Linked DNA regions of Salvelinus alpinus: region 2 is linked to region 1. Evidence: chromatin contacts called from public Hi-C data. All regions are on one chromosome and are shown on one strand. Each heading gives the region's core, a stretch centred on a gene start, on an enhancer-like site or on the middle of the called end of the contact. The rest is flanking DNA. Distances are from core to core; before and after follow the strand shown. Region 1 holds the start of LOC139539036 (tyrosine-protein phosphatase non-receptor type 4-like). Region 2 holds the start of LOC139539044 (receptor activity-modifying protein 1-like).

Region 1 (5,196 bases), core at 1,473-3,972:
AGGATGAGAATGGCATTCCCATTGCAGGCATTCCCAAAACCATTGTGTGAGCATAATAGGGCTACAAATTCTGCCTCTTTAGCTTTGTTACTGTCATCCCAGCAGTAATGTTAGCCAACCTCATTGTAGATTAGCTAGCTGTGTCCCATCAATCTCCCTGTGGATTCGTCCATGCTCATGTTAGCAGGTGTAGTCTATCCCAATTATCCCCGCACCTGGGACCCTCTCTCCCCCTCCTCCCACTCTACCCCCAGTCCCAATACCCCACCCACACTCCACTTCAAATCCAGGGATGCCTAGTTCCGGTACAGAACCTATTAAGCCATGGCTCTCGCCACCGGCCATTTTTCGATTACCAGCTGGGTCCCCATAAAAGGTTTTATTCTAGTGTACACAGAGGCATCTCTGCTGACACAGACAGTCACAGTCTCTTATTGCTTCTTTACACAACACTACTTTGACAACACAAACTAGGTCCAGGATACATCTCTTTAAGAGGGCTAACTAACTCTCTTTAAGAGATGTATCCCACACAACATATCTACACCACATACACCCCTCTGAGTGGTACAGTTTAACGACAACAGCTCTCCCACACCACATGTCCATGCAAGAATTACCTTAATGCCAATAGACAGACATCATTTTTGCTCTGTTATGAAAGGCTTTTAAAATATCCACACAATTGAGAATCATTGCATTAATCAAGTGTGCACCACTATGTGCAATATGGATTAGATGAGAACTTCCTGTATAGTTTGAAATTCTTTGTCTATATACTATGTTTTTTTAAGGTATGATAATAGCTCCACACATGAAGCAGGAATGTGGCATTGGCCACACCACATCCAAGGCTAGCATAAACAAAAACGTTGTAAATCTGATGTTGAACAGAGATAGACCTCACTAGACATATTTTACTAATGTAAATCCACCCTTTGGCATGAATCTGATTTCTCTCTGAATCCTGGACGTGATCTCCTTAGGATTTTGTGAAGCAAAGTAGCAATCTATGGGGGCCTTGTTAGATTAATGAAATGAGGACAGGAAAAATACAGAGGTCCTCTTTGGACTACAAAGCAGCCCGTCATTCAGCGTGTAAGGGAGGAATAGGTTCGATTGAATGAGATTCGGGGACCTGAGAAAGCCAACCAGTACACATTTGCGAAAAGTGAGAGGTCCGGTCTTGTGATGTAGACTATCATTCATTCAGGCAGAACTCGGACAATAAAACATAAACAAATTATTGATGTGGAATTCAATTTGCTTTCACGTAGTGACATGTTCGAGCTCGCAGGCTGAAATCAGTCCAGGTACGCTCTCGATGCGCTTCCACAAACATTAATGTGGCATGTCTGACGATTAAGTAATTGTAAACGCTGACCACATTAGCTAGCTACATAATTTAATTATGTCCAAATTCAGAAAATACAGATTAACCATCGATTTACTCATTTGAAACAGCCCTCAGTAATGTCAGAAGGAAGGAAACCCTTGACGAATGCTTGTAACGTTAGTTCTCCCTAATGTTGTTTCAAAATGACCAACAAGAAAGTGACAGGATTGATACAGCTGTCAGTACAACGCAACTGCAACCTGGTTGAACAGTTGTGAGTGATCACATACTGTACTGTCTTTGGTGATAGTGGGCCATGCGGATACAGTAACTGGATGCTAATTATGACAATTTAGGCTCTGTTGTAGGCTATTTTAGAATGGGTTAATTTAGTTAGCATCATAACTAATTTAGCTAGCTGCGTAATTAAAATATAAATATCTAGTCAAATGCCTAACTAGCTACAGTAGCTAGTTCCAACATGATCCAGAATTGGATTAGCTAAATACTGTTAGCTTGCTATTCTCCTTCCATAATCTGTCAAATTTGAGCTGGCTAAATCTAACGTTAGCTGAAGTCTTGTGAATACCTTTAACGTTACAGTGAGATAGTAACGTTACAGTAACAGTAGTGAACAGTTTATTTTCATCATTTCCAATAAAAACCCAAAGGCATAGCCTACATTGGACGCGAGTATAGGACAGTTCAAAAGTGCAACTAGAAAAGTTCGCAAAACATTTAGCTATATCTTGGTTGGGTTTATGGACAGCAAAAGTGACCTAGCAATTTAGCTAGCTAACGTTAGCTAGCTACTTCATTCCCATCTAACGTGAACTTACTGTACAGTAACTAACAAGCTGCATTACTTTTCAGTACAATGTGGCTCTAAGGAGTAACGTTCTCGCTTAGCTAGGTACTGTAGCTAGTTGGTCAAATATCTTACCGTCATAAACAGTTCCAGAGGCTTCCAGTTTTTAAGGAATATGGTTTTCTTACAGCGGGAAATGAGTTTAGGGTGAGGGACTGAAAATCCAAGTTCAGTTCACCCGCTGGGAACTCCGACAAAACCTCATTTTTATCACTCCGATCCTTCAGCTTCATACATTCAACTGTCTGCGGGCCCTTTACTAGTTCGAATATGCGACTAGCTCGGCGACGAATAATCCACACACAACATACAGCAACCATTGGCTACAGCGAACCAGCAGGCATCTCAGACCGAGTGAATGATATTTACAATTCCTTTGATTTGTAAATGAGAGGGTATGAGCGACATAAATGTTGGGGGAAAAAGTGTATTCCGGATTGCCGAATAGCGTCTCTGACTTTCTCAGCGGAGTCCGTTGTCAATGCACGCTCACTGCAGCAGAGGCAACAGCATAGCAACGTACCGGCGCAATCTCCGTAGCGCCACCAGTGCACGGGGGTGGAGTCACAGGACAGGGAGGCGTGGTTTTAATTTGTTAAATCGCGAGTGAGCATTCCTGTAATTTTTCCACTACTTTTCATGCCATGTTATTGGTATTTTGCCGGTTTTATAGATTTACCGAATGTATTGTGAGAACTGTGGCATCACCTTAGAACATTGTGCAGCCAAGGTCACTGAAATCTAAAAGCAACAGTGTGGAGTAGAATACCGGTAGTCAGTGGCGAGGAAACGACACCATTGCCTCAGTTAATTTTAGCCACAGGATATGCAATATTCCATTGTTGGTCAGAATTAGCCTAAATTAGTTTGTTATTGCCCTAAATTCAGGAAATATCTAGGCCTGTGACTGTGAATGAACTATATTAACAATACACCACTGTGGGTTAGGCCAGACAATGCGACTGTAGAGTAGAATGTAAATTTGGGCTGTGGCGACATCATGTGGTCCAAACAAGAACAGTACTACCCCCTTAATTCCATATCACTGCGACCAATGATGGGGCAAGTATGGGTACCTACATACTTGGAGTGTCTGAAAGTGGGCTTTGCAAAATAACTGGATGGGTCAACAGCGATGGGTGCAGTAGAATCAATGGTTGGATCAACAGCGATGGGTGCAACGTCAAGTCTCCATTATTGGTTAGACAGGCCATAACCAGGTGCACTGCGGGTCAGCTTAAATTAAATATTTAATGTTAACTTAATGTTAATATAGCAGGTTAAGAGAACTAACGTGGCGTAGCAGTTTAGAATAATTAACGTGTCCGGTTAGGAAAAGGGTTAGGATAATTAACTTGGCAGGTTAGGAGAATGGTTCGGAAAAGGGTTAGGCTTAGCTAAAATGCTATAGTTGTCCATAATCGACTTGTCGTGCATCCGAATCAGCCAGCAAAATGGTCTTAAGTGGTAACAAATCTGCCCAATTAGCTGATTTGATTTCCATACACCTACACTACATGACAAAAAGTATGAGGACACCTGCTCGTCGAACATCTCATACCTAAATCATGGGCATTAATATGGAGTTGGTCCCCCCTTTGCGGCTACAACAGCCTCCACTCTTCTGGGAAGGCTTTCCACTATAAGTTGGAACATTGCTACGGGGACTTGCTTCCATTCAGCCACAGAGTATTAGGGAGGTCGGGCACTGATGTTGGGCTATTAGACCTGGCTGGCAGTCGGCATTCCAATTCATCCCTAAGGTGTTCGATGGAGTTGAGGTCAGGGTTCTGTGCAGGCTAGTCAAGTTCTTCCACACCGATCTTGACAAACCATTTCTGTATGGACCTCGCTTTGTGCATGGGGGCATTTTCATGTTGAAACAGGAAAGGCCCTTCCCCAAACCGTTTTGTTTTTCGCTTCCCCAAGCGCAGAATCGTCTAGAATGTCATTGTATGCTGTAGCATTAAGATTTCCCTTCACTGGAACGAAGGGGCCTAGCCCGAACCATGAAAAACAGCCCCAGATCATCATTCCTCCTCCACCAAACTTTACAGTTGGCACTATGCATTGGGGCAGGTAGCGTTCTCCTGACATCTGCCAAACCCAGATTTGTCCGTCGGACTGCCAGATGGTGAAGCGCGATTCATCACTCCAGAGAACACGTTTCCACTGCTCCAGAGTCCAATGGCGGTGAGCTTCACACCACTCCAGCCGACGCTTGGCATTACACATGGTGAGCCGTTGTTACTCCTAGACGTTTCCACATCACAATATCAGCACTTACAGTTGACTGGAGCATCTCTAGCAGGGCAGAAATTTGACGAACTGACTTGTTGGAAAGGTGCCATCCTATGACGGCGCCACGCTGAAAGTCACCGAGCTCTGCAGTAAGGCCATTCTACTGCCAATGTTTGTCTTTGGAGATTGCATGGCTGTGTGCTCCATTTTATACACCTATCAGCAACTGGTGTGGCTGAAATAGCCGAATCCACTAACTTGAAGGGGTGTCCACATACTTTTGTATATATAGTGTACTTCTCTTGATCCTCCCACTTCTGTTGACAATCCATGTATGCAGTTAGCAATGACTGATGTGGTGATGAAAATGATTTTCTCTCATACTGGTGAAGTGGTATGTAAAAAACTGAGAATATATTTTAAAAGATAAATGCTATTTGCATGTGATTTTTTTAAACTATGAATTGTAGAGTATCTATTGTCACAAATTAGTGGTACCCCATGTCATCTCCACCCAGTCTGTGGGTACCATTGGTGGTAGCCCAGTACAGTGCTGTAATTAGTTTCTGTGGAGAACGGCCCAATCACATTTCCATGGAAGTTGGGTGGAGAATTGTCATTTTCCTAAACAAGTTTTCCGTTGCATAAAATGATTGGAGTTTTTTGTAATCACAAACACAGGCATTCGTATATAGCCCATGAGAGCCTCACTATCAAAGCTAAAAAGACGCTGTCAATTGCTGTGACTAGT
Region 2 (5,196 bases), core at 1,281-3,780, 160 kb before region 1:
CTAAGCATGCCTCACTGGATCAGAACACTGCAGCTAAGCATGGCTCACTGGATCAGAACACTGCAGCTAAGCATGGCTCACTGGATCAGAACACTGCAGCTAAGCATGCCTCACTGGATCAACCAGCAGGGATAACACAACTATAAAACATACTGCTAAATGTATTGTATTTTGTAAGAGAGTGAAATTCCACCCTCATTTAAGCTATTAAGCTTTATTTAGACAAACAGGGAAATAGAGAGAGACTGAGACAAGCTATGTAAATGTTCTTTGAGCTTGTTTTAAATATGATTTTCTTGTGATTTTTAGCCAGGGCTCTTAGAGTACAGTAGTGTGGACAGCATTTTGCACAAAGGGTTGTGTATTGATTGAGGTTCTGTTATGAACAAAACAAAATGGAGGAATGTTTTAGCATGACATGCTCCCATTTCTATACTGTTTTGAGATTAAACCATTAAAAAATGAATAAGAGTTCCCTCATTTAAAAGTCAGAGCTGCTGTATCGTATGGGTCCTAACACACAGTGGCCTTCTGCAGTTATGACTCAGACTCTCACACAGTTAAACACCACAGACCATTACAGTACTATGCGAAGCATCCACAATTGCCGGGTTTATCAGGGAAACAAATAATATTAATCATATAATATTGAATGATGTGAACTATCATTTGACATTATTATCACCTCAGTTAGGTAGGTCAAAGTATTCCATCTGTTTTAACAGTAGGCAAGACAGCGCCAAAAACCTAGCTTTTTAATAGGCAAAGAGAATGCTAGCCTATTCTTAGACAAAAATAGTTCAATAGTTATGAGGAGCCATGTCTTGGTCCTGTGAGTCGGTGTGTGTACAGGAAATATAGAGAGGCTCCACGTGGATAGTGCTGAAGGGGAAAGGAAAACTGGGGAGCAAAGTGAAGCCATTAGGTGTGCACAGACAGCAACACCCCTCATCAGACCTTAGCACAGCAGGCTGGTTAAGAGAAGTGTAAATTACATTTCTCAGCAGGAGGGAGCTTTGCATGATTAATTAAAACCGATAATTAACTTGTGTGGATGGGTCCGTTGAGCACCTCCAACTTGCTGGAAAATCTAAATGTCATATTGACATGACATTTTTACAAGCCACTTAGACCTTCCATGTCTGGAGCGTCCTCCTTTCACGAAATGTTATGAAAATGCCCTTAGGATATGTAATAATTCGGATTCATGATGACGATTTTCCATATATACACACAAGTCAACCCTCTGGCTCAGACAAGCACGTTTATTTGTTAGAATTAATATTATTTTTCATGGTTTCTAAAATGATTGAATATAGGAATCTCTAAAAATATTAACATGATTTAATAATATTTATATATTACTAATAAATCAATGATTTGACATGAAAGGAATGGTCATTATTTTAATATATCAATACTTTATCTTTCCAGTTTCTATCGAATTATGTTATGGTCATCATTCATTAATGAATGATAAACCATCATGGCCAATCATAATTTATAGAATGGAATTAAAGAAAGCCTTGAGCGGCATCAAGAATAGCGGTGCGCTGCGCGTCTCTCCAAAACTTACCTACAACCAGCCACAGGAGCACCTGTTTCGACAACACTGGTGTGGTATCCGATGCCATGGTCTTCTTTAAAAACAACTATCCAATGCAAGAAGTTGGAGAAGCGTTAAGATGAAACCGACGATAAAAGCGTCACAATTCTCCTCGCTAATGTATCCACTAAGAGACGACCCTGTCACAGAATCACAGAGTTGTAATCCATAAGCATTCGACTCGTTCCTCTCAGCCAACTATGAAGGCAGCTCAACTGTCGTCACGGTCACTATCACCTTGCGCAAGAACTCGGAAGAGGTACACTTGGGTCGGGTCGTCGCGAGTTTTGCTTTCGGAGTAACCTCTCCCGTCAGCTTTCTTTACGAAATAGATTCGCTATCATTTAAATGAATATGCAACCAACATCGAGTCTTGATAATTCAAAAATTGTAAGTTCCATTAGAGTCCAAAAACCTTGCGTACACTACGAGGACATACTTGGCAACTCCAACCAACCATGCGTAAACGAAACGCACTGAGCCAGAGTAGAGCCTCCAGTGAATTGCTGGGTCTCGAGCGTACGTTCTCTTGACTGACACCAACAGAGAGTGCGTGGGAGAGCCAAGGGACCATAACCAGAATGTAGGCCAGGGTTCCCCAACTGGGGGGGAACACAGGTGATTTGATTTGACACCCCACGTTCTGAGCAAAACAAATCTATAATTGTATTTTTGGGGGACATTAAACACCAGCAAATCAGCTCAATTATTTACATTTTGTAAATCTGTTCCAAAGTATTCCCAAGCATACAAATGTCAGCAAGGTTTAAAATTATTAGGTTTTAGGCAAATGTATATGTTTGGGATTCTTGCGGTCAATTTGCAGTCTATCAATTATTTTAAAATATGTTATGGTCCCCTGAAATCGGGACGCAGCTGTATCTGGTCGATTATCCCTGATGTCGGTAAGCTATTCTGGGGGTAATGCCGCGTTCAAAGCAACTGGGAAATCTCAACTTCCTACTTCAGTGTGTTCAAAACACGTCTGGGGAAAAAACCGTTTTGATCTCGCGAACTCGAGCCTCTTTCTAGAGCTCCGACTTTCCGACCTGAAGATCACTGACGTCATGATTTGACCTCGTATTGTTCGAGTTCTCAGTTGTTTTGAACGCAGCATAAGGCAGAGGCCGACTTTGCTGCAGGGACTACATACATTCAGTACTGTACATAAAACAAATTGTGAGCAAATGGTGCCTGTTACACATTCAAAATGAACACTTGCTTCTGGGAAAAGTGATCAGTATCAGCCTGGTGTCATTGTTGACATTATAATAAAATGACATTCATCCTAGCCTACTACACAATGTGATGTCAAAGTTCATAGGCTTCTACATACATTTAAAAAAAAAAAAATACATTTGACCTATGGGATTGGATTTAAGGGGTTAAACCAGACAGGTTGAGCAAGTTTGACGATAAAGTAGTACAGTCCAACCTCACCTAATGTTGCCATCTAGTGTTAGAATATATCAAGGCAGAATTACAGCTCCCGCAGTCCCAACAAACAGCTCCATTCCTCATTGGCATATTTCATTAATCTCTCCACCCGATAGCTGATGTGTGGTGAGCGTTCTGGCAGAAATGGTTGCTGACCATGCATCCCCCCCCAAGTGGGTGCTACACATTGGTGGTGGAAGAGGTGAGTCTTCGAGCATCTGGAAAGGCTCTATAGGAAATCAATGAATCGATGCTGATGGACATATCATTCATGATAATACTGCATGTACAGGAAGAGATCCACATTTTCTCAAAGACCAGAGATCTTAAATGGAAGAATTCACACTTGTTTTTTTATAATACTTTTTTTTACTTACAGAATTTACTACATTGTACAAAATTACTACTGGCATACTAGTCTACATATCCTTTAAAAAGTAATGACGTTCAATGTACATACAAGATCGGTATGGTGACTATCTAGAGCAGTTTTTTTAACATCTACAATACACTTAAATACAGTGCGAATAACAAGGGTGCTCTTACAAAAAGAGGAATAAATTAAACGTACGAGAGCTACAGCACAATTGCACTTACATGGTGAGGCACAATTTCTAACAGCAGAGAAAAACAGTGGTATGTTTAACTGAGAAAAGTTTCCTCTCAGAGCTTTAAAAAAGACCACTCATGTTGGTCAATCACCATCTCTACAATCTATAATGCAGATGGAATTCAATAATATGACAAAGAATGTTCTTGCCAGGCAAATTAGTTTATAAACTCAGCAAAAAAAGAAACGTCCCTTTTTCAGGACCTTGTCTTTCAAGATAATTCGTGAAAATCCAAATAACGTCATAGATCTTCATTGTAAAGGGCTTAAACACTGTTTCCCATGCTTGTTCAATGAACCATAAACAATTAATGAACATGCACCTGTGGAACGGTCATTAAGGCACTAACAGCTTACAGACGGTAGGCAATTAAGGTCACAGTTATGAAAACTTAGGACACTAAAGAGGCCTTTCTACTGACTCTGAAAAACACCAAAAGAAAGATGCCCAGGGTCCCTGCGCATCTGCGTGAATGTACCTTAGGCATGCTGCGAGGCATGAGGACTGCAGATGTGGCCAGGGCAAAAAATTGCAATGTCCTGACTTGTGAGACGCCTAAGACAGCGCTACAGGGAGACAGGACGGACAGCCGATCATCCTCAGTGGCACACCACGTGTAACACCTGCACAGGATCGGTACATCCGAACATCACACCTGTAGGACAGGTACAGGATGGCAACAACTGCCCGAGTTACACCAGGAACGCACAATCCCTCCATCAGTGCTCAGACTGTCCGCAATAGGCTGAGCGAGGCTGGTAGGCCTGTCGTAAGGCAGGTCCTCACCATAGATCACCGGCAACAACGTCACCTATGGCACAAACCCACCGTCGCTGGACCAGACAGAACTGGCAAAAAGTGCTCTTCTCTGACGAGTTGCGGTTTTGCCTCACCAGGGGTGATGGTTGGATTCGCGTTTATCATCAAAGGAATGAGCGTTACACCGAGGCCTGTACTCTAGAGCGGGATCGATTTGGAAGTGGACGGTCCATCATGGTCTGGGGCGGTGGGTCACAGCATCATCGGACTGAGCTTGTTGTCATTGCAGGCAATCTCAACAGTGTGTTACAGAGAAGACATGCTCCTCCCTCATGTGGTACCCTTCCTGCAGGCTCATCCTGACATGACCCTCCAGCATGAGAATGCCACCAGCCATACTGCTCGTTCTGTGCGTGATTTCCTGCAAGACAGGAATGTCAGTGTTCTGCCATGGCCAGCGAAGAGCCCGGATCTTAATCCCATTGAACACGTCTGGAACCTGTTGGATCAGAGGGTGAGGGCTAGGGCCATTCCCCCCAGAAATGTCTGGAAACTTGCAGGTGCCTCGGTGGAAGAGTGGGGTAACATCTCACAGCAACAACTGGCAAATCTGGTGCAGTCCATGAGGAGGAGATGCACTGCAGTACTTAGTATCTGTTGTGGCAGCCAGCTGCATTGACTGTTACTTTTGATTTTGACCCCCTCTTTGTTCAGGGACACATTATTCCATTTCTGTTAGTCACATGTCTGTGGAACTTGTTCAGTTTGTCTCAGTTGTTGAAT

What was found. Hi-C and Micro-C count contacts between places; a contact is called where the count stands out from the background.
Region 2: a contact with region 1 is called in a Hi-C map of red muscle, with 7 times the contacts expected there. The contact joins the promoter of LOC139539044 here to the promoter of LOC139539036 in region 1. A contact is called at or near these places in 2 of 3 Hi-C or Micro-C datasets (muscle and red muscle).

Annotation. Positions count from the first base shown.
Region 1 is chr14:51,189,184-51,194,379 of SLU_Salpinus.1, reverse strand. It overlaps LOC139539036 (tyrosine-protein phosphatase non-receptor type 4-like), which reads right to left and starts at 2,722. Exons shown (of 27, transcript XM_071341722.1): 1 at 2,280-2,722.
Region 2 is chr14:51,351,171-51,356,366 of SLU_Salpinus.1, reverse strand. It overlaps LOC139539044 (receptor activity-modifying protein 1-like), which reads right to left and starts at 2,530. Exons shown (of 3, transcript XM_071341735.1): 1 at 1,577-2,530. The coding sequence starts at 1,634. It overlaps LOC139539038 (band 4.1-like protein 5), which reads right to left. Exons shown (of 25, transcript XM_071341727.1): 25 at 3,380-5,196.